7 separate regions of the Sus scrofa genome follow, and all the other regions are linked to region 1. The links are chromatin contacts, called in public Hi-C, HiChIP or PLAC-seq and promoter capture Hi-C maps. All regions are on one chromosome and are shown on one strand. The core of a region is the stretch at or near the end of the contact, and the rest is flanking DNA. Distances in the headings are between cores, read along the strand shown.

What was found. Promoter capture Hi-C pulls out the DNA fragments that hold promoters and counts their contacts. Hi-C and Micro-C count contacts between places; a contact is called where the count stands out from the background. HiChIP or PLAC-seq counts read pairs in DNA pulled down with a chosen protein or histone mark.
Region 2: a promoter capture Hi-C map of fetal skeletal muscle shows a contact between it and region 1, with 2.8 times the contacts expected there. The contact joins the enhancer-like site here to the promoter of SFR1 in region 1. A contact is called at or near these places in 2 of 5 promoter capture datasets (fetal liver and fetal skeletal muscle), 9 of 47 Hi-C or Micro-C datasets (embryonic fibroblasts, fetal liver, fibroblasts and 3 more) and 1 of 2 datasets of contacts at active chromatin or transcription factors (alveolar macrophages).
Region 3: a contact with region 1 is called in a Hi-C map of embryonic fibroblasts, with 2.9 times the contacts expected there. The contact joins the promoter of CFAP58 here to the promoter of SFR1 in region 1. A contact is called at or near these places in 1 of 5 promoter capture datasets (fetal liver), 3 of 47 Hi-C or Micro-C datasets (embryonic fibroblasts, retroperitoneal adipose tissue and subcutaneous adipose tissue) and 1 of 2 datasets of contacts at active chromatin or transcription factors (alveolar macrophages).
Region 4: a Hi-C map of skeletal muscle shows a contact between it and region 1, with 4 times the contacts expected there. The contact joins the promoter of STN1 here to the promoter of SFR1 in region 1. A contact is called at or near these places in 1 of 5 promoter capture datasets (fetal skeletal muscle), 2 of 47 Hi-C or Micro-C datasets (heart right ventricle and skeletal muscle) and 1 of 2 datasets of contacts at active chromatin or transcription factors (alveolar macrophages).
Region 5: a Hi-C map of embryonic fibroblasts shows a contact between it and region 1, with 2.6 times the contacts expected there. The contact joins the promoter of SLK here to the promoter of SFR1 in region 1. A contact is called at or near these places in 1 of 5 promoter capture datasets (fetal skeletal muscle), 6 of 47 Hi-C or Micro-C datasets (embryonic fibroblasts, heart right ventricle and skeletal muscle) and 1 of 2 datasets of contacts at active chromatin or transcription factors (alveolar macrophages).
Region 6: a contact with region 1 is called in an H3K27ac HiChIP or PLAC-seq map of alveolar macrophages. The contact joins the promoter of LOC100152209 here to the promoter of SFR1 in region 1. A contact is called at or near these places in 2 of 47 Hi-C or Micro-C datasets (embryonic fibroblasts and skeletal muscle) and 1 of 2 datasets of contacts at active chromatin or transcription factors (alveolar macrophages).
Region 7: an H3K27ac HiChIP or PLAC-seq map of alveolar macrophages shows a contact between it and region 1. The contact joins the promoter of CFAP43 here to the promoter of SFR1 in region 1. A contact is called at or near these places in 1 of 47 Hi-C or Micro-C datasets (heart right ventricle) and 1 of 2 datasets of contacts at active chromatin or transcription factors (alveolar macrophages).

The regions. Positions count from the first base shown.
Region 1 is chr14:115,063,535-115,066,665 of Sscrofa11.1, reverse strand. It overlaps SFR1 (swi5-dependent recombination DNA repair protein 1 homolog), which reads right to left and starts at 1,711. Exons shown (of 4, transcript XM_001927227.5): 1 at 1,559-1,711; 2 at 654-766. The coding sequence starts at 1,571.
Region 2 is chr14:114,825,144-114,828,274 of Sscrofa11.1, reverse strand. All of the region lies in intron 7 of STN1 (STN1, CST complex subunit), which reads left to right. Among named protein-coding and RNA genes, the nearest start is that of STN1, 24 kb to the left of the region's middle. Within about 2 kb of position 1,709, at least 32 of the 83 cell types and tissues checked have an H3K27ac peak or open chromatin away from gene starts, as enhancers often do. A contact at or near this core is called in alveolar macrophages, fetal liver, fetal skeletal muscle and 3 more, where this site is marked.
Region 3 is chr14:115,290,852-115,293,982 of Sscrofa11.1, reverse strand. CFAP58 (cilia- and flagella-associated protein 58) reads right to left here and starts at 1,597. Exons shown (of 18, transcript XM_005671442.3): 1 at 1,412-1,597. The coding sequence starts at 1,420.
Region 4 is chr14:114,849,391-114,852,521 of Sscrofa11.1, reverse strand. STN1 (STN1, CST complex subunit) reads left to right here and starts at 1,634. Exons shown (of 10, transcript NM_001243685.1): 1 at 1,634-1,754; 2 at 2,068-2,241. The coding sequence starts at 2,109.
Region 5 is chr14:114,897,316-114,900,446 of Sscrofa11.1, reverse strand. It overlaps SLK (STE20-like serine/threonine-protein kinase), which reads right to left and starts at 1,484. Exons shown (of 18, transcript XM_005671435.3): 1 at 742-1,484. The coding sequence starts at 891.
Region 6 is chr14:115,216,466-115,219,596 of Sscrofa11.1, reverse strand. It overlaps LOC100152209 (glutathione S-transferase omega-2), which reads right to left and starts at 1,418. Exons shown (of 7, transcript XM_001927288.6): 1 at 1,293-1,418. GSTO1 (glutathione S-transferase omega 1) reads right to left here. Exons shown (of 6, transcript NM_214050.2): 6 at 2,973-3,131. The coding sequence ends at 3,052.
Region 7 is chr14:115,200,517-115,203,647 of Sscrofa11.1, reverse strand. CFAP43 (cilia- and flagella-associated protein 43) reads left to right here and starts at 1,683. Exons shown (of 43, transcript XM_021072821.1): 1 at 1,683-1,760.

The DNA.
Region 1 (3,131 bases), core at 462-2,961:
TGTGCCACAGCAGCAACCTGAGCTGCTGTAGTGACAACACTGGATCTTTAACCTGCTGTGCCAGAAGGGAACTCCAAGAAAAAATTCTTGACATAAATAAATCCACTAAAAATCAAGACTTTACATTTCTATAGCAGAACCACTAGATGGCTTTCTGTCTCCATATATCTAAAGTAACCATCACGCAATGTCCAATTTCTGGAAGCTCGACTAAATTTTATTTTTTTATTTTAGCAAAGTCAGCCCCCTTCTAAAACAGTGTGGAGACACTTATCCCAGTAATCACAAACATTTATTCAGTAACTAGCCCACGCATGACACTATTCTAGGTGCTTCAGACTTACAAATTAAGGAAAAGACCTAGATTTTTCTACCAAAGACCTTTATGACCTCACAGATTCAAACTTCCTGTTTAGAATATTGTAATAACCTGAACTGAAACTAAATGAAAATTATTGATTCATGATGAAAACTTGGGCGGGAGCAGGGAGGAGGGTGTCCAATACATTACCTTAGGGGAATGACTTAAAAATTTTTGCTAAGAAAATTTTTACTTATTAGTCTACACATTGTTAACAATCTTCAATAGACTTAAAACCACCCGTGACACAATACTTAGAAATATAAAATTAGAAAATATTAGATTTTCATACTTGTTTTCTTGTACTACTTGTAGGGGGAGATGGTGGATTGGCACCGGCTTGTGGAGTGCTAGGTAAAATCACAGCTGAGTCTGGACTTCCCATCTTGAAATCTTGGTTTACTTCTAAAAAAGCAATAATGGAAATCAAATGAACCCATACCTCTACATTCCTCAATTTTTATCAAGTAATTTTTTTTTACTGTTGTGTGTAACATCCACAAGTAAGCCCACAACTTCCCTTTTCATTTAGTTGTGATTCATTCTTGATCCTTCTGCAGTTTTCCATTTACCTTCCTAAACCAGATAGTGTTGGTCCATATGGTGACTACTAGTTTTTTCAGACAAGTTAACCCGCTAGCTTCTTATAGAAACAACTCTCCACTTGTTCTTATTGATGAAGTCCTCAAAATCTGCCACGTGGAGGGTAGGGAGAATAACAACTTTGTACAGTCAGGAATTCTTTAATTTCGCCAATTTCATTACGCCAGCTTCACAATGAAAGGGAGCATAAATTAAGTCTTGACTCAAAAACACATAATCAGACCAGTCACACTACCCTAATCATCAAAGTTGTGTGACTAGAACCAATGACCGACGCTCCAGGCCTGAGGAACAAGGAGCATAAGCACAGACTAATTCACTCCTGTCTGCATTGTTTTCCATTAATGGCGAAGAGATACTGAAAGGGAGAGTCTACAGAAGTTTGTTTCTTAAACAAACGCCATCAACTTCACCAAGCAAACTACCAGAGGGAGGCGAACTCCCTCCCCGCCCGCCAATGCAGAAAACCAACTCGAGCCTCGAGCCCCCAGGCCTGAGGTGGAGCTGAGAGGTTCCCACGCCGCGCAGAGGGAGCGCAGCTCCATTCCCCAGTCAACTCCTAAACAGAGACCCACTCGGCGCCCTGGACCCTACCTCCCGCCGCCATCCCCACGCTGCGAGGCAAGCGGGCGCGGCCGCAGCCCTGGCCAAAGCGTCTCGGAGGCGGGACCACGCGGGAGGCCAAAGAGACGCGCGATTGGCCAGGCCGACCGACGCGCGCAATTTGGCTTTGCCTCGCGTTCCGGAGTGTCGCGACTGCGCGCGCGCGGCCCCGAGCCTCGCTTGGTGGCGGGGCGAGGCGGGGCCAAGCGGGGGCGGGGGGGGGCAGAGATACATGATTGGCTGAGTTGACCGACGCGCGCGGCTCTGCTCCGCCCAGCGCCCGGGAGGCTCGGGACTGTGCGCGCGCGCGGCCGTGAGCCTCCGCGGGCGTCAGGCGCGCGCCGGGCTGAGCTTTTAAATGGCAGACTGTTCTCGAGAAGGGGGCGGTTTCTCTGCGCGGCTTCTCCTCCCTACTGTTTCCTTGCACTGCCTTCCTTTCCTGCTTCCTGGGTTTTGTGTGTTTGAGAAGGACGCCTAAGAATGCTTGCCCTCATCTGGCCGGCGTCTGTCTCGTCTCCGCGCTCTCCACAGCAAAGGCCTTTCTTCACGCTGCACGGGACCCAGAGACGTGGGGCCGGCTGTGTTAAATTTACAGCTTGTAAACTCCGAAGGCGAGACCACAAAAGAGCAGCGCTGGCTTAAATGGCCTTTTGAGAGTCAAACAGGTTAGAAATCTGAGAGCGGATGCAGTTGAGCTAATTTTTAGCCTTTGCTGCCGCAAACTCGGCGGCACGTCCATGAGTTCTCTGCTGAATCTACCACAACATTTAGATTCTTTAGCTTGGCTTCAAATTGTTAAGTCAAATCTGAGAGAGAGGAAAAAAAAAAAAAATGTAGTCCAAGGAAAATTTGTCGTGGTGCAACACAGGAAGCCCAGCAATCGCTGAATAAGATTGTATTGGTCCAGAAGTTTGCCCTCGCTGAATGCTGGGCAGCAGTATCCTTAATCTAAAATAATCCTTTCCTGTGTGCTGCCGTTCTGATGCTGCGCAACAACAAAGTTAATTAAATTGGGTGGAGCACTAGGTTTAGGAGAAGACAGTTGAGTAATTTCTGAGTCACGTGGAAGTTGGAAATTTTAAGGATCCAATGTTTTGAATCCTAGCGAATGGCCAATTTAAACGTTGATACTGTGTTTCACTAAAATAATAATGGTTTAGAAGTAGCCAGTACCCGGTAGGAATTTAAGGTGTCCTGAACAGTGGAATATAAATACAGATCCTGAAGACGATATAATGCAGTGTTAGGGATGTAAATGTTGGAGTCCAGTTGCCTAGGTTCAAATCTCAACACCATTATTTTGTGTTCTTTGTAATGTAGTGTCTCTGTGCCTCAGTTTTTTCATCCATAAAGTGGGGATAATAGTATCAACCTAGATACTGGAGAATTAAGTGAGAACTCATGACAGGGTGAACAGCAGTAGGAAACACTCATTAGTTGTTATGCTACATATGTGACTACGTTCACCATTCCCTAATTGAGTTAAAGGAATGCATCATAAAATTCTTTCACATTCACTTATTTACCCAAAAAGGGCCACGTATTATTTAAAAGATGCTCTGGT
Region 2 (3,131 bases), core at 460-2,959, 240 kb after region 1:
GTTTTTAAGTTTCCTTCCCATCCTCCCTTCTACCTCCCCTTTCCACAGAGACAGGCACCATTACTAGTTTCCTGCGTATCCCTTTGGAGATAATCTGCATATATGAACTAGAAGTGGTTGTAACCTTTTTTTTTTTTTTACACAAGTGGAATCATACTAAATACTGTATCTACTTCGCTTTTTATTGGCCTGTTTTACAAGGTCCTTTCCTAGCCATACATACAGATTTGCACTATATAATAATCTTTTATTATATGTACCACAATAAATTTAAGGGTCTCTCCATTCCTGGATTGTTTAGGTGTTTTTCCAGTCTCGCCATTACCAAGAGGGCTACCGTGAATACTCTTGTGAAGTAACATAATTATTCTTCGTGATTCTGGTAGAACGGATACCAGGTCCCCATGCCAAGCTCCTAAGCGTGACCACTGCTTCTCAGTTTCGTTCTTGAACCTAATTATCTCTTGCTGGCACCAGGCTGTGTGCCCAGTGACCCACAGTTTCATACCTGGAGTTAAGGGATATCATTTCAGGAAACGCCCAGGTGGAGAGGGTCAGGACCGGCCGATTTGTTCTGTGCCACCATTGCTTCTGCACAGTTGTAGCTCCCCAGCTGTCCCCTGACAGCCAGAGTGACCTTCTTCCCATTTAATCATTTAGAAGAGGCTCAGTGCCAACTTGGCCTCCCAGGACTTCTGACCACTCTCTTGGCATATTTAGAAGGAAACTTTGAAGCTTAGCAAAGAGCACATTCTTCCTGTGAACCAGCTCTTCTGTGACAATTAAGGACTCTTTGAGGACTAAAAGCCACCTCCATTCGAGATGTTCTGGGCCAGGGGTCTTTTGGCATGATGATAACATTTTGAAAATGCTTAGAGCAGAAATTTGTGTCTGCCTTGTGCCATGTGTTTAAAAAGAAATGAACATGGCACTCTATCCATTTTGTCTTTGGAAACTTTTTCCATCAATTATGAATTATTCCTTCATGTGGCCCCGGTTGGGGAGGTCAGCATCGTTAAATTGAATTCTGTTTAATAGAGCCTGGGAGACCAGGGATGTGTTACAATGATGGTGAAACCCTAGATCCTTTGGCACTTTCTGTTGTCATACAGATGAAAGCTTAACAAAAAAATCATTGTGATAGTGTTAGAGCTTAGAGGCTGGAGAGGGTGGGTTTGAATGTTTTCCCCCCTGTCTTTTTTTCCATGGTGGCTCTTTTTAGCAAATCCAGAAACATGATAAGCAAGCCTTACAAGGCCATTGTTTCTTTGACAGCTGGACAAATGTTGAGTTTGTTTGGGAATGAAGACTATATATATATTTCAGAGATCCACCCAGTTCCTGACCTGCCGTGAGGAGAGGCCTGCTAGGGCTCAGCCCATTCAGCTAGTCACTGTTTTTGTTTCTGAACAGTTTCAATTTCCTGAATGGGATGAGTCTGTCATTGCTTTTTAGAAAAAGACAAGAAAGACACACATCTCAGGCCAGAAAAGGCTGCTGGCTAGAGGGATGACGGGAGGCTTTCTCCTTGAGACTGTATCTTTAGAACCAGCAGGGAATTTTGTCCCGAGGTCAGCTGAGGCAAGTGGTTTTGGAAAGGAAGCTTTCCATATTGTTTATATTTACCGAGAGGCTTTTCCACTGGGGCCTCCTTGTTCACAGCTGAACTGTGCTTTTCCTCTCCCGGGCCTCACACCCCCTCTTCCTGCTGCTTGGTTTTACTGAACCGGAGCAGGAACTGGGTTTTCTGCATGGTCTGGGGATAACCAAGAGTCATTTTTAACAACAGGAGTGATTGCGTCACAACATTTCTAGTCAGTTTCCGATTTATTTCTATATTGGTACCAGACGTAATAAACCTGACCCTTGGGTTCCTTAGATGAATTGACTAAAGAAGACAGATCTCTTTAGAGTTAGAAACATGAAGTAGTTACGAAGTGTGGTGTCGGGCAGGGGGCTGTATTGGGTTGACCATGCTTTCCCTAAGTAAGAGCAGTTGTGTATAAAATTAAAAGCAGCTTTGACTTGAGCGCCCCCCCCCCCCCAGTGAAAAGATGTGTGACTGAGGATTGCTGGGTGAGGTGTTTATCCTGAACACGCCCTGCTAGCTTTTCTTCCCGTGGGAGTCGTCAGCTATTTCTCAGCCTTGTTCTCCCTTCAGAGAGTGGGTGCTGTCCTAACCTGGAATGTTTGTCAGCTCTCAGTCCCTCATGTCCTCGTGGCCAGGTTCTCCAGCTTGTTCTGTTAAGGAGAAACCTGGACTATTAATTAAAGAAAGAATGTTACACTTTCCTCTTCAGCCAGGAGAGCACATTTGTGAAGCTTCACCAAGATCTACTAGGTGCAAACAATGCCCGTCTGGGAGGCCACTTGTAGAAAGCAAGGATTTCTTCAAGGGTGGATCCTCAACTCTGGGGGCCATCTGGGGGTTCCTTTCCTCTCCCTGTCACTTCAAGGGAACGTCATCAGCAAATCCCAGGCCCGCTTTATGTTTCAGCGTCCCAGGGAGCCTCCTAAGGACCTTTTTCATTAGAGGGGTAGGACTTTACCTTCAAACACTCTTTTGGAAGCCTTGCCACATCTCTTTAGCACTCTGATCTTTTTAATATCTTGACAGATTTCTGTCTCATTAAAAATGGATCTTGAAGTTCCCTTGGGGTTCAGCGGGTTAAGGATCTGGCATCATCACTACTATGGTATGGGTTTGATCCCTGGCCCAGGAACTTCCATATTCTGCATATGTAGCTGGAAAAAAAGAAAAAGATTTTGCACCTTGAAGGACAGTTGTTACTCACCACTTTCTTTGTTTTAGGAATAAATTGAAAACCCTTAATGGAATAGTAAGGATGCTGCCTCTATACGGGGAAATTCTTTCCACTGGTTGCACACATATTTTTCTCAGTCACCCACTGTGTGAGCAGGGAGCAGGCAGTTGAGATGAAGTACAACTTATTTCAAGGTGTGTAAGAATCTTTAAAGTCCTTAGGAAGAAGGTGTATACATGGCCACAATTTTAATAAAAATATATATAGAATTAATGAGACAATATGTATAGAATTTGGGGTTCTATATTAAAAAAAATGAATATTGCCATTTTGATTTTTCCATTTCATATCACTGAATTAAATGAA
Region 3 (3,131 bases), core at 348-2,847, 230 kb before region 1:
AAATGGTATTAACGTCAACATTTGATCACTAGCTTAATGATTTATTTGCAGGAAAGGTTTTCCCTGTACACCTGGCACTTGGCACAAGAATGGACAAATATTAAAAAAAAAAAAGAAAACTTTTAAAGAAACTTTTATGAACAAAAGAAATTTGTTCATATTGTCATTTAAAAATATATCACTATAGGAGTTCCCATTGTGGATCAGTGGGTTCCAAACCCGACTAGTATCCATGAGGATGCACTCAGTGGGTTAGGGATCCCGAGTTGCCATGAGCTGAGGTGTAGGGCCACAGATGCATCTCCCATCCAGCATGGCTGTGGGATAGGCTGGCAGCTATAGCTCCATTTGACCCCTAGCCTGGGAACTTCCATATGCTGCACCTGCAGCCCTAAAAAAAAAAAAGGAACTGCAATAGAGGTGGGTGCATGATGGTGGTGAGAGAAGCTGGGACCAGGACTGGCTTCATGGGCGTGTGAACTATGCAGTTGCACAGGGCCCCTTGTCCCGAGGTGCCCCATCCTTAGTTTAATGCTCTGCTGAAATTCTTAATAAATCTAACAAGAAGCTCTGCATTTTCATCTTTCACTGAGCCGCACAAACTACGAAGCTGATCCTGGTTAGGACTGACTATGTGATGGGTGAGTGGGGGAAGGGCTCTGAGGGAGCAATGAAGGATTTGGGTTAGGGTCATAGTGGATCAGGACTGTGGCTGGAAGATGACAACAGGGACCTTGCAAGGGCTCAGGACAGCCCATGGGTCATTAAAGGGTTGCAGAAATTAACCCCTCATCAGTGAGGCTGAAGATGGGCTGTGCTACAAAATGAGGGAGTAAATGGAGGGTTTAAAGATATCAAAATAATGGTCAGTGACAACACAGGGCAGTGGTGACCGGTTGAAGAGCTTAATGAAGATGTGTCACAGCAGGTGGTCAGATGATAGGGAATTGTGGTGTGACAGGTGGACAAGGGTCGGTAAACAGGGGTGACATTGCATATTTATGAAGCCTTCTTCCAGGTCCTCCCAGTCAGCAAGACATCAGTGTTTCTGTGTTTATCTCTCCTGTAGATAACGGCTCAAAACCTAGGGGTGGGGCCTTTCTTGTGTGAGTCTGGGAACTTACTGATTTCCTACTGTGCTTAGCAGAGCACCAGTTAAATAGGGTGGGGTGGGGGTGTCCACCCAATGGAAGGAGAGGCAAAAGATAATGGGGCCGGAGCCTAAGGGCACGGGGGCCGGGGGCCGGGGGTGCGGGGGGTGAAGCTGCAGGTTGAGATAGGGTGTTGACTGGGGGAATACTGGAAATCAGTGAATGTGACAGAAGGTAAGTCTACAGTAGAAGAGATACGACGGGACTGGGAGGGGTTGAGTGAGCAAGGGAGGACAGAGAGAGGGGCACCGACTTCTGACCTCGGCCATCCTGACGGGCTCTGCGGGTGGCCTCAGAGGCTGCGGTGGAGGTCTCGGAAACTGGGCGGGAGTCTGAGGAATGGGCTATGCACCGCCCCCAGCATCTAAAACAGCGCCAAGTTACTTGTTTCCCCCCAAAAGGGGGCGAAACCCTGCGCGCGGCGCGTCCTCCGGTCTCCTGGCAACCGCCACGCCCTGTGCCGGCGCCGGAGGACGTTCGAAAGAGGTGGAGCCTCCGAGGCCTGCTCCAGGGCGGTGTTTCCCAGAGTCGTATGCAAATATTCTGAATGGGGCGGAAGCACGAAGATGAAGGGCGGTGCCTCTTGGGGACTGGGAAGAGTCCCAAGCTGTGCGCTGAAGATAGAAACATCTTAGAAAGAAGAGGCGCTGGGCAAGACCTGGGAGCTGTCAGTGGAGAACCGGGGACTAATACGTAGAAGACGGTCTGTAATCAGAGGGCTCTGAATTAGGAAAGACCGTCAGTCACACTCTGCCCTCTGTCATATTGGTGACCTGGTCAGGGGAACAAGAAATAATCTAGAGTCAATTCTAACCCTTATGACTATAGCTACTATACGCAGGACGCGGGGGGGGGGGGGCACTAAGGCAGAGAAAACACAGACCTTGCCCCCAAAGGGTTTAGTCACTAGTGGTGAGGAAGATAGGGAGCAGAGGAAGAGGCAGTCTGGAAAAACGTGTGTGAAGCCATGTCGTGAATATCTGCCTGGTATCTGAGACTCCTTTCTTCTCCCTCTCCTCTCTTTCACTATCTCCCTCCTCTTCCACCCCTTTTAGATTCCAAGTGCAAGGTTGGAGTTCTCTGAAACGTGCAAGATTCCTCTCTTTTTTTTTTCCCCCTTTATCCATCCCCATCCCTACTCCCACCTCATCCTCAGCCTCCATAGGAAGTCATGCTACAGTGCTTGGATATATATTTTCGAAAAATGTATAGTATTTTCATTAGTGCATTTTTTTAATTGTAATAATGGTATTGGACTTTAGGGATCATCTTATTTTCTACTGTTTTCACTCACCATTCTTTTTAAGGCTTTATCCCTGTTGCACTTGGTGGTGCAATCCCCAGTTCATTGCTTCTGGTAGCTACATAGCATTCCATATTGGACATCCACACATTTTACTTCCATCTCTCAAGCGCTGAATACCAGCGCTGCCTCCACCTGTCCAATACCACAAACAGTTCAGCAGTGGTCTTCCTTGTCCATGGTACTTTGTGGACTCTTCTGAAATATATAGCCTAAGCATGAGACTATTGAAACCATAAGGGAGGCACAGGGACATCAAATTCAGCTGTGCAACTTGTTCTACACAAAGACATTCAGCCAGGGGGCCAGTGGAAGCTGAAAAACAGCTTCCCTACCCTCTTGCCTATGTCATGTGCCCTGCTAGCAGAAGATACATCCTTTCCTTCCCACAAAACTCTGTTCCTTAGTCAAGCCATGAACCTACAGGCTGTGAGACTATCCAGAGGGTACCCAAATTTATCTGCCCAGCAGTGGACAATATTTTCCAGTGGCACAAAGGTGCCTTGTAGCCTGGTGAAAGCCCTAGCTACTTGATTTCACCAAGTACTGCTAGATAGCACACCCAAACTGCTGCCCTTCACCATATTCCAGTGTGTAGTATAAGGATTTCTGTTCCCCACTCCTATCCTAACCAGGATGCAGTAGTTTATTTACTCATAAATACTCATATAGTCCTT
Region 4 (3,131 bases), core at 385-2,884, 210 kb after region 1:
GTTCACCGCAAATGGGGTGTGGCCCTCCCCAAGGCCAGCCGTAAGCTTGGAGTCCCCAAGAGCCCTTGTTTCTAGTACTCTACATTTGAGAGTCATAAGAGTCATTCCTGAAATCTTCTCAGGCTTTTCATACATGCAATAGTGATTTTCTTCTTGAGTTGTAGCCTAAAGCAGATGTGTGCAGTAAGAAAAATGTCATCCAACCTGTCTCTCCCCATCTCACAAGTCAGCTGGAAGCACCTGTCCTACGGGTGCTTCCTTGAAAAGAACCTCCCCCTTTCAGAAAGGTGTGTTCTTTTAATTAAATCTTAAACTCCATGGACCCAACCATTCACTGTGGTAGTGTCTGGGCAATGCTATACTTTACCAAGGACTTTGTTTTTCAGCTTCTTCAGTAACCAGGGATGTAATTAAATGCCATCGTTCTAAATGACACACATTTTCCATCCGGCTGCTTCAAGTTCCTTCTCTGCTAAATAGTTTAGCAATTTTTTCTTTGGCCACCACTTAACTCCCCTGGGAATCTCCTGCCAAGCGAGACCTGTACTTCTGCCATTTTACAAAGTTCCTGTAAATTAGGAAGAACTCCTGCCATCTCAAGTAATGTCATGATGTGGCTTATTCATTTATTTATGAGAGTGTACCATGGCTATTTCTTCTCACTTTAAGTTAGGACTACTGGGGACAAGCACCATCAAGGTGGCCATAGCTTACCAAAATGCCAGTTTTCAAAATTCTTAGATGTTCAACATTCTGGAGTACACACAGAATAAAAGGGAAGGAGACAAACTTTGCCATGATCTTGCAAAGAAGACTACTCTCGAGTAGAGTCAAGACCTCACATTCACTCAAGGACTCAAATTTAGGCAGTGACATTATCTAAAGTGAGACTGTAGAGTCCCAGAAAGTGCGTGTATTGGTAGATCATTTATTAAGTGTAAATAAACACCTAAAATATGCCACAATGTAACCCTGCTTTTGGTGTTGCTTTTTTCTTCAATTAATAGATCGGGAACCATTCCCACCTCTCCAAAGTCAAGGCTCAGGGTCTCACCACTAGGGGAATGGGGTGAAGGGAGGAGTTGGAAAGTGGGGTTTGGGCAGCAGGAATTTCAGGGCCAGCTCCCAGGGCCCGGAGACTTTGGCTCTGCGCTCCCGTGGAGGCTCGTGGCGGGCGCAACTAGAGACAAACGGAGCCCGCACAGCCCGGCCTACAGCCCCGCTCGGCTGCCACCTGGAAAAGGGTATCGGCAGAGGCCAAGGAGGGATGCACAAAGGGTGCGGTCATGACGAAGAGGGGCGGGGCGTCGTTGGGGTGGGCGGAGCCGCAGGCGGTCCGAAGGGAAGGCAGGGGCGGGAACACAGGGGTTAGTCCCGCGCGCGGGGCGAAGTTGGGCCCCACCCCCCACGCCGGACCGCACGCCGGGAGGGCCAGCGGGGGCCCGGGCCGTGCGCTCCAGCTCTGGGCGGGGCCGGCGGCACGGCCTCCAGACCGTGAGCGCCGGCGGCCTCCTAGCGCCGGAAAGCCGGGCCTGCGCGCTCGGGAGACCTGCGGGCTAGCGGCGCGGGCGTGACGGGCGGGGCAACTAGCGGGTCTGCTTTTCGTTTCCTTTTCCTCCTTCTCGCAGTCTCATCCCGGGCACCGGAAGGTGCAGGGGCAGAGCCTCGGACAGACCCACCCTCTCTGCCCCTCTTGTGTCTGGCCGCGAGGGCGCCCATTCCTCTTTGGACCCACCCATTAAATCGGTTTCAGGGTACGCCTGTATGGCTCTCTCTCCCCAAAGTGAAAGTTGGTGTTTAACCGTTTCAAAATTGGTACTTTTTGGAGAAGGAGAAACACTCCCGTGGGGCAGAAATTCCTGGGGAAGAGCTTCAGGAACTCACAGGTCCTCAGGCAAAGAACGCCTCTTTCCTCAGGCCCTTGGTGCGTACAGTTTGACGGGCCTTGGGCCCCTGGGTTTACTCCTCCCAGACTTCTGGATTCCTGCGCAGAGATCAGATTAGAGGCTGTGCCAGATTCATCCACTTTAACTGCTTTGCGTCCTGATTTTTGTGTCTCCCATCTAGATCTTCGACTCTGGGTTGGCTGGAGGCCTCCTGATGCAGTGATGCAGTCTGAATCCAGCCGGTGTGAAGAGGAACCGCCTTCCCTTTTGTGGGGTTTGGATCCAGTGTTTCTAGCCTTTGCCAAACTCTACATTAGGGATATCCTGGACTTGAAAGAGTCCCGCCAGGTGCCAGGTATGTGGCTGGTCGGCCTGGTGACTCTCTGTGCTGCATCTGCATTCCACCGTTTCCCAAAGCTGCAGAAATCTGGGGCTTAGAGGCTTAGGAGAGAGAGCCCATACAGCTGCAGGCTTTGAAGCTGATCTAACCTGGATCCTCAAAGGAGTTCATTTCTAAGCAAGTTCAAAACAGTCTAAATTTTTTTTTTTTTTTTTTTTGAGGCCGCACCTGTGGCATATGGAAGTTTCCAGGCTAAGGGTTGAATCAGAGATACAGCTGTTGGCCTACACCACAGCCACAGTAACACGGGATCTGAGCCAAGTCTGCAACCTACACCACAGCTCAGGACAATGCCGGATCCTTAACCCACTGAGGGAGGCCAGAGATCGAACCTGCATCCCCATGGATCTTAGGTTCGTTAACTGCTGAGCCAAGAAGGGAACTCCTAAATCTTTTTTATTTTTATTTTTTAAATAGATGCTTGGAGGAGTAACCTTTATATGAGGCATGTTTTTACCTGGGTTTGAGGTCTGTCATATTTTAAAAAGCTTGGTTGTTTTTCTGAGGGTCTGCTCATGGTAGAAATATCAGGCCTTGCTCCCTTTCCTAACTGTGGCCACTTTCCTGGTCTGGGGATGTGACTCACTGGTAAAGTTAGGCATCTTCTTTGTAAAATGAGGATTAACCATACCTGATTTTCTTGTGGGGTTTGGTTTTGTTTTGAATAGAAGAGAATCAATATAAACTCCCTGAGAAGAGGAGCCTTGTTCACCTCTGTAATCTGTGGCTTAACAGTGCCTGGCATATGGTGAGTTCTCAAGAAATAGTAACTGGAGCAACACAGTATACATATAAACTCAAATCATTTTTTTTATTAGAGTTATGGTCATACCCCCAAATATAAC
Region 5 (3,131 bases), core at 235-2,734, 170 kb after region 1:
CCTCTTGCTACCAAAATGAGCATCTGTATATAAAAATACATGTGTATATACCTGTGTGCTTGTTTTTGTTTTGTTTTGTTTTGTTTCTTAAACCCTGGTATGGACTTCCAGTCAATGCTTATTACATTTGGAAACTAGTACCAGATGCAGGTTCCCTTCTGGAAATTTTCTATCAGAAATTCCATTCCATTTTATAGTATGTTGTCAAGCAACCAATTCAACAATAGTCTGCAAGTAGCAATCACTTTGCCCTCATCCCAAGAGACTGGTTATGTATTATTAGGTACAGATACAACCAAATATATATCCTGGACCCAAAAAAGGGAACTGTTTTAGTCCAAGTGTACATATGACTGCCAACAGCTAGTGCACAAACAGGCAGCCACTGAAAAGTATAATGATTTCTGATTCGAAAATACTTGAGGGCCACGACCAGACCCCTCCTTTAAATTAAACAACACCCTCATTTCCTTTAACGTTTGACAGAGCAGAATGCATATCCTGCCTCTCTTTGGCAATCACTCTTTAAACTACATCCAGGCCCCATTTTGTTCAACCTTAAACCCTGTGTCTTAGCTACTCTTCGAACGGTAACCTAAATAAAGTTCCAATGTACAGTTACGAAGTCACAAGAAGGTCCACAAGGCAGGACCGGGACCAAGGAGCTAGAAATCCTCGTGCCACTCCGGGCCACTGGCTGTTTGATCTCACAAGTGGAACTTCCCGTTTTCTCCCTCTTACCTTGTACACTTTCCCAAAGGCTCCGTCGCCCAATTCTCCTATAATTTCCCAAAACTCCTCGGGGTTCAGGTCCCTCTTCACATGTTCGTACTGCTTCTTCTTCTTCTCGCTCCCCAACTTGAAGATCTTACGGAAATTGAAGAAGGACATTTTTCTTCCCAACAGAGTTCCTCGCACTTAAGGACTGAAAACAATACAAGGCAAAGTTTCTCCTCCCTCGTCTCCCGCGCGAGCCCGGCAGGCGGCGGCGGGCGCGGGTCGTCCGGGCTCCCGCCGCTCCGGCCGGGCTGTCCCCGGGGAAGGCGGGGCGCGACTCCCGCTCCCGCCCACAAGGTGGGGGCGCTGCGCCGGCGGCCCCTCCGCGAAGCCCGGCCCGGGGGCCGAGCGGCTAAGCGCCGAGACCCCCGCCGGCCCTCGGGGGGCGGCACCTGCCCGGACGTTCGTCCACACCCGGCCCGGCCCGACGGGTTCGAGCGGTCCGGACGCCCGCAGCCGCCACGGTTAGGCCCGTGTCACGGCGAGTCTCCAGGGGCGGCGGCCACTCCGAGTGAGGGACGCAGCCGGCGGCCTCGGAGCCGGGCAGTCGGCTGGCCGAGCGCTCCCGCCCCGGGCCGGGAGCCCTGGGTTTCCTCTGCAGCCGTCTGCACCCGCGGCGCGAGACCCGCGCGTCCCCTGGGCTCTGGGGCGCAGCCGCCGCCGCCTCGCTCCCTCCCCAGCCCACGCAGCCTCTGCTTGGAGCGCGCGCCGACGCCGACGCCGCAGCGCGCCCGCGCGCTCCTCCTGCCGCGCGCCGGACTCTCCGCGCACTCGCGCGGGGGCGTCACCTCTGGCTCCGCGCACGCGCGTTAAGCCCCACAAGCTGGCAGCCCTTGGGCGGCTTGCAGGCACCCCGCGGAGGCGGGGGCGAAGTGGGCGCTTGAGCCGAGGGCTGGCTGCTGGTTGCTTCCGATTTGCCCTCCAAGCCCCATTATCTTTATCAGCCTATGGCTTTGGTGTAGTTGCCCCTTTGCGCACGACCCCTTTGATTGTACTAGTGGATCTTGCCTTCATTCCGGATCAGGGAAAATGTGTAGGGTGAAAGATGAGCTGTCCGGTTCGGAGGGGACTTGTTCTCTCTCCAACGGTCCCAGAGTTAAGTGAGAGGGGAGTATGGGAGCGTTGGAGCCAGAGCCGACCAGCTCTATGACCTTGCGCGGGTAACCTCTTCCAGCGTCAGTTTCTTCATTGTTAAATGAAAATCCTTAAAAGTCCTGACCTGGGAACTGTGAAGAGAAATAAAGAAGGCAATGGATGTAAACCCTTTGCACGGTGCCTGCACTGGCAAACGCTCAATTTCAGTTTCTGCTGTTGCTACAAGTGTGCTGGTAAGATATATATAATACATGTAAAAATTGTTTAAGCCAACTTCTTCTCCAGGGATGACCGCGACACTCCCTTGAGGATTATCTATCTTCTTCTGGCCACTTACATATGGTGGCTATAACGCTGGTGCCACCTTTCATGACTCCATCTAAACCTCTTACCAAGGTCTTGACTTCCTGACCAGCCTCCGCCTCCTTGGGCAGTTCTAGTGGACAGTCTACCTAATGGGCCATGTGGGCTTTGGCTGGAATCTCTCAGATGGTGTCCACCACTAGACAGGAGCCCTTTAGGGCAGTGGCTCTTTGTTCACCTTGATATCCAGGTACCCACCAACATTCCTGGCATATGATAGGAAGACAGATCCCTGGAATTAATTAATCAAAGCTGTCTGGAGCAGAGGCCATATTGCTATCTACATACCACACCCAAACCATTCTTCCCTCCACCCTCAAAATGGCATAGCAAAACCCCTCTTCTAGTAGGAGGGATAAGATGATTTTGTTTCTCAAGACTTTCAATTTTTAATAGTTTTATTGAGGTATAACTGATATACGATAGACTGTACAGGAGTTCCCTGGTGGCTCAGCATGTTAAGGATCCAGCATTGTCACTGTGGTATGTTTCTCTCTCTAGCCTGTGGAACTTTCACATGCACTGGACAGAGCCAAGAAAAGAAAAATCACAAAGCAAAACAAACTATACATATTTAAAATATATGCTTTTAGGGAGTTCCTGCTGTGGTGCAGTGGGTTAAGTATCAGATCACAGCAGCTTAGGTAGCAGCTGCCACCCAGATTAATCCCTGGCCCAGGAACTTCTATATGCCAAGGGCAAAGCCAAATAAATAGATAAATAAATAATTTTTAAAATAAAATAAAATGTATGTTTTAGGGAACTATACTCAATATCTTGTAATAACCTATAATGTAATGGAAAAGAATCTTATAAAGAATATATATATATGAATTACTTTGCTGTATACCTGAAACTAACACAACATTGTAAATCAACTATATTGCAGTAAAAAT
Region 6 (3,131 bases), core at 169-2,668, 150 kb before region 1:
CATCTTTCCATGGGGGAAAGCAGGGTCAAAGAAGGCTTTCTTTTTAATTACTTGATTTTGCTTTCCTATCCCTATTTTATAGCTTAAAGTATCAAAGAAAAAATTTTAACAGTTTTATATAATAACATTTGAAGAAGCAATGGCAGATTCTCAAGATCCTGAAATAAGCCAAAATCAAACAAAACACACTGAATCAAAGAGGAATGTCAGAACTTCCCATTATATCCCAGGCATAAGAGTGATGTGTCAGAAAGGTGGACACAGGAGTTCCCATCATGGCTCAGCAGTTAGCAAACCCAACTAGCATCCATTAAGACTCGAGTTCCATCCCTGGCCTCAGTGGGTTAAGGATCTGGCATTGCTTCGAGCTGTGGTGTAGGTCAGCAGCTACAGCTCCCTAGCCTGGGAATCTCCATATGCGGTGGGTTAAGGGCCTAAAAAGACAAAAAAGACCAAAAACAAACAAACAAACAAACAAACAAAGAAGTGGACACAGCCCTCTCCTGGCTCAATCTGGCTCAATCTCTAAAACCTAAAAGTTAATGAATAAAGAGACTGGAGCAGAGACATACCTGAACTCTCATTTCAAGAATGGTCTGAATGACTAAGAGTTCAGAGATTCAGGATTTGAATCTCCTCTTCAGCATTTACTAGCTGGGTGCCCTTGGACAAATCACAACTTTCTGTCCTTGGTGTTCTCATCTGTTATTCAGAGCTAAAGGCACCAATACATCATGTGGTTTGGAGAGAATTATTGCAAATACTGGGTGAAAAGCATTTAATATTTATCACCCCTCTATTACCTAGTAAGCATTCCACATTAGCTATTATTTTTATTATTTGAATATAGGTGGGAAGACGCATAGTTCTGACAAGACAGAACATTCCTGGGGACAAAATGCCCCTGCCTGCCAGTGCTCTATAATGTTAGCTAAATTAGTGGTGCCCAATGCAGGGCCCACAGTGACCTGGGGTCGTATTTACCTGTATCCAGTCAAATCACAAAGAACAATTTAATGGCTTTTTCCCCCTTTAAGTTAAAGGTATTCGCTTTAAAGACCTGTTTCTTAGGGTTATAGCACGTGTACTTCTTTCTTTTTTTTTCCAATGTTAAAATCTTTGATGAAACTTTGATGAAGATAAGTAGTTGGGTTTTCTTTTAAAAGTGTTAGGCAAATTTAAAAGTTGGCAATCCTATTCTGGGTCCGCAAATTCGTGAGAAAATCCCCCAATTCCGAAGAGACCTCAAACCCCTCTTCCCTTCAAATGCTACTCATGCCTCAGCGACCCACCCTGTGCTGGAGAAAAGAGAGACACCGGGAGGCACCTCCAGAAGCGAGGCTGACGGAAGCTGACGGAAGCTGATGTGGAGCCAAGCGGGCCGCAGGGGGAGGCGGGGTCCAGGCGAAACCCGCCCCTTAGAACACGATCCTCTCCGCCACTGGACGCGTCGCCCGGAGCTTCAGCCAATCCTCAAAGCCTTTAGAAGGGTTCCAGCCAAGCGGTGCCGAACTGAGCCAATGCGAAGCCGCGTTACAGGCTCCTGGGTCCCGAAGTTTCGGGTCTTGGCGGGTGTCGGTGGCTGGCCGAAGTGGAAGCCAGGGAGTGGCCGGCAGTGGCACTTCAACGCCCAGGTCTACATCCGACTGAAGTCCGCCCGCAGCCCACCCGGGCGTGTTGGGTGGGGCAGGCGGACGCCGGCAGAGATGGGTTGGCCCGGAGCCTGGGCGTTGGTGGCACCGAGGGTGCGCAGCATGACGCCGTTTGTGAAGTCAACCGGTTATCAGCGGCTTCTCAGGGTGCGGCCCCCTGGTCGCCTGCATCACCATGGGGCGGGGGGCTCCTTCAAAGGTGAACTGCCTGGCCCACCCCGATCTACCTAATCGGAGATCAGAGGTGAGCCTTAGGTGACCGTTAGGCGCTCTCTAAGTAGAGGAGGAGTTCCCGTCGTGTCTCGGTGGTTAGCTAATCCCACTAGGAACCGTGAGCTTGTGGTTCCGATCCCTGGCCTCGCTCAGTGGGTTAAGGATCCGGGTTGTCATCAGCTGTTGTGTAGGTCGCAGATGCGGCTCGGATCCAGCGTTGCTGTGGCTGTGGCATAGGCCGGCTGCCACAGTTTCGATTGGACTCCTAGCCTGGGAACCTCCATATGCTGCGGATGCGGCGCTAGGAAAAAAAAGAGAGAGAGGAAACCAGACTATATTAGGGCAGGTCGACAGCCCCCTAGTTCGATGTAAGAACCTTGTGCTGTGATTGTTCTCCATATCTTTCTGCCAGCATCTTAAGGCCTCACTTAACCTCAGGAACTGAGTTGAATCATTTGTAGAATGAAATGGTGCTCTCTTGACCTACCTTTTCATGGAGGTGATATGATAAATAAATAGTGAGAAGTGCAGTGGGCTATGGAAATGACTAGAAGATGACATTAATATTTCTGAATTACTTATCCAGACTTATATACACAATTGATGGATGAGGTCTTCACAGTATTTAATTACATATATGGGTCACCTGTGTCTAGCAAAGGCTTTGAAGGAGTTAGTGATTGGAGACTGGGAAAACAAGTAAGAGGCCACCTAGTCCCTTGGCTTTGAGTGGATGTGGGTCTGCTCTTCAGCAGCAACAATGGGAATAAGAAAGGTAATGGAATTGTGTAGGCGATGGAAAGGACAGAATGAGCAAAGTTTCTCAACTTTCAAGACAAACCTGAAAGGGCATCTCTTGAAATGACAACACCGTGTCTAAGTAGAAATGTCCTGTGGGCAGTTAGAAGTCTAGATTGAAATCCAGCTCTCACTAGAGATGATTTAGAGGTTTTCAGCATGGTCTATGTTAGAACCCTTAGAGTTCCAGCATCCTAGAAATGTGTTTACATTTCTGCAGAAGGGCCCTGAGGAAACCCCACAGTTAGACCATAGTGTCTAATGAGAGAAGGTGATCCAATGAGATAATGAGAGCACTGGAAAAGTATGTTTTTATTTCACATGTTTATTATTCATATTTAGGGAAGGAAAATATCAGGTACATCATAGTTGCTGACTCCTGTCCCCATCAGAGCCCATAGTCACAGGCCTCTGGGCTGTTCTGCAAGTAGAGGTCATTGAAAGCTCGAAGGTCTCTCGGTTCAATGT
Region 7 (3,131 bases), core at 434-2,933, 140 kb before region 1:
TTTTTTAGAAAATTAATTTTTAGAAGGTCTTTAGCGCATTAATGATATCATGGAAATTAACCATGGCCAAGTATAAAGTTAAACTTGGCCAGGCAAAATTTCTGATTGGCCAAACTAAGGATTTCAGGTGTAGGGATTATTTGAGAACTTTTATTTGGAATAGCTCATCCTCTAATTAGTATGAAAAGTGTAACAATTTGTTGTAATGATTAGAAAGATCCAATTCATCAATAAGGTAACTTCCTTAGAGAAAGAAATTAAAAACAAAAGACACTGTCCCAGGAAACCACTGCTCTGTAGTGCTGCTCTGCATCACATTGGATCAGCTCCAAGCCCTTTGTGGTTGTGTGCATCGTATATGAACATCTGGATACACACTGCTGTTAGCCACAGGTAAAGGCATTTCACATTTTTTTGCAGCTATAATTGTCAGCAATTGACCTGAAGGAGCTAAACTGAACTGATTCTGCTGGTTGAAGATCAAGAGTTGGAAGACTTGTGATAGCTTTCTTCCTTCTAAGTGCCACCTGCTTTTGCAGACCGTATATACCCACTTGATACAACATTCTTCTGTGGATTTTCAGGAATGTAATTTGAATAATTTTAAGCAATTTAAGTGGTTCTTGAATCTGTGTGTCCTAGCTTATCGTCCTCGGTATGGTTCAAATAAAATTCTTTTCCATTCCTAGGATAGATTTGTTTATTGATTATTTCCCTTTACAGTTCCAAATGACTAGCACATGAGATACTTGGTAAATATCTCTGGATGAAAAGAAGAGAAGGTGACAAGATGGGAAGGAAAGGAGTGACCTAAAGAAGGGAAGAAGATAGGTCTAGAAAGGACGAAAGAAGGCAAAGGGCAGCGGGCAGGGGAGAGCATGAGAGGGGAGGGCAGAAGCAAGGACAAACTGCTGCCCTTCCCACAAGTTATTTCTAGGAGCTGTCTGCCTCTTTGAAATAGCTGAGGGTACATCAGAAAGTGTAAAAAAGTAATTAAAGGTTTGGCACTCCAGATGTAGACTAGAGTTGGCTTTATTTATTTATTTATTTGCTTTTTAGGGCCGCTGGTGCAGCATATGTAAGTTCCCAGGCTAGGGGTGAAATGAAAGCTGCAGTTGCTGGCCTTGTGTCACAGTCACAGCAACTCCGGATCAGAGCTGTGTCTGCGACCTTCTCCACAGCTCAGGGCAACGCTGGATTCTCAACCCACTGAGTGAGGCCACGGATCAAACCCACATCCTCGTGGATACTAGTCAGATCCATTTCCGCTGCTCAGCAACTGGGAACTTCCTCTAGAGTTGGCTTTAAAAAATCCCACTCAGCTTTGTAGCCTTGAGCAAATTATTTCTCTTATCCTCCCTTTCCTTTTCTGTAAAGTGGGACTGATGAGGATTTGAATATTATATAAAACTATACCCGCACGAATCTTGGACAGTCAGCCCTCAACATTTCATTCTAGTGCTGAGACTTAGCAACTTTGTTAATTATTTGCCGCGGGCTGGGCCATTCCAGTACCCGCCCCGCGCTTCGCGCGTCGCTCTCCATTCGTCAAGACCCCTCCACCCCCAGAACTTTCACCAATCCGCTTGACTCAAACATGAGCGTCTCAAAGGACAGAGCCAATGGGCGCAGGGGTTACGAAGCGGTAAACAGTGGAGGCAACTCGGGCGGGCGGGCTGGGGCTTCGGAATAACCCGGCAGATCCTAGTTGGGTTCCACGTTTACCGCGGGTGGCCCAGCTGCGAGGCTCACGGCTCATGGTACAAGGCTGGGAACGAGACGTAGCCCGAAGCGCCGCGTCCGTGAGGTTCACTGCCGCCCGCCTCCTAACTGACTCGGTCTTGAGGAAATTTTTCCCTCAGCTGTACCCGCAGCTTCCTCTCCTGTAGACCTGCTCTCCCACAAATTCGACATCTTCTCCTTCAACCCCAAACCCTCCTGCAGACTTCCGTTCTCTGTGAATGCTCTCCGTTCCACCCCCAGCCCCACTCCGTCCCCTTTTTCACTTAACACATTTCCAGCTCTTTCCACGTCTTTGGTGACTTTCCCCAAACTTAATGACCTCAATCCCTTCCCTTTAACTCCCGTCCGTGGACTTTGGGTTTATTTGCATTTGTGGTGATCGTAAGCATCTGCAAGGATGTAACTTGGCATTTCGTTCCTTCCACATGCTAGAGTGTTCCCGGCACTCTGTTCCACGGGGCGTCCTGCACCAGCCCGGCTGTACTCTCCATTCCCTTGACATTTTTCTTTAAGCATATTTTAATAATTAAATAGAGATAGAGTCTCCCCTCACCCCAGACTCCTCCATCTAGCTTACATTCACCACACATTTCTTACTTTAAAATATGTTCCTTTCGAACTGCAAACCAAAAATCTACAATTGATACACAAACAAGGAATCTCTGGAGAATAACTATATCTCATAATAAATAAGTGCATATTGTTTATCACATCACTTAGAATGGTGTAATGCCTATATTGAAGAATCAATAAGATGTAACAAATTGTGAGGACATATTTATATAGTTACCCTGTTTTTTAACCAATTTATGCATTTTAGATTTTACTTATTTTCAGAGGGTGTATTATTTTTGTTATTCTTACCAGTTAAGTTATTCTTTTTATGATGCTATATAAAATATTTAATGGTATAAAATATGTTCCTTTCATGTTCTGACCTTTTCATTCATGTTGACTTATTCCTTTTCCTTTCTGCATTTATCTCTAGTTTGATCTAAAATATGGCTACACACGTTCCATTTTTGTAAAGAAGCAATTTTCCTTCTGGGTTCACAACCACAAAGCAAGCTGTCCTATTCAAAGATGTTTTTTACAGTTTATTTTTAAAATCAAAACTAGTTATAAAGCAAAGGCCCAGGTTGCACCCTGTTTTCTATTGGGATCAAGCTCTTTTCTCTCTCTGTTTTGACTTTTTCTTTCCCAGCATGCAAGACCCCAGAAATCCTTCTGAGATTTTCTCAGGTTTGAACAGAGGTTTTCCTTCATTGGAAGAGCTCTCTGAGGAGGGCTCTTAGACTTAAATGCAGATGGGAACTTTCCCATCTGCATTTAAGTTTCTGGAATGCCTGCACTCAAACTGGTCTCACCGCTGGCACGTGTGTTCTTTT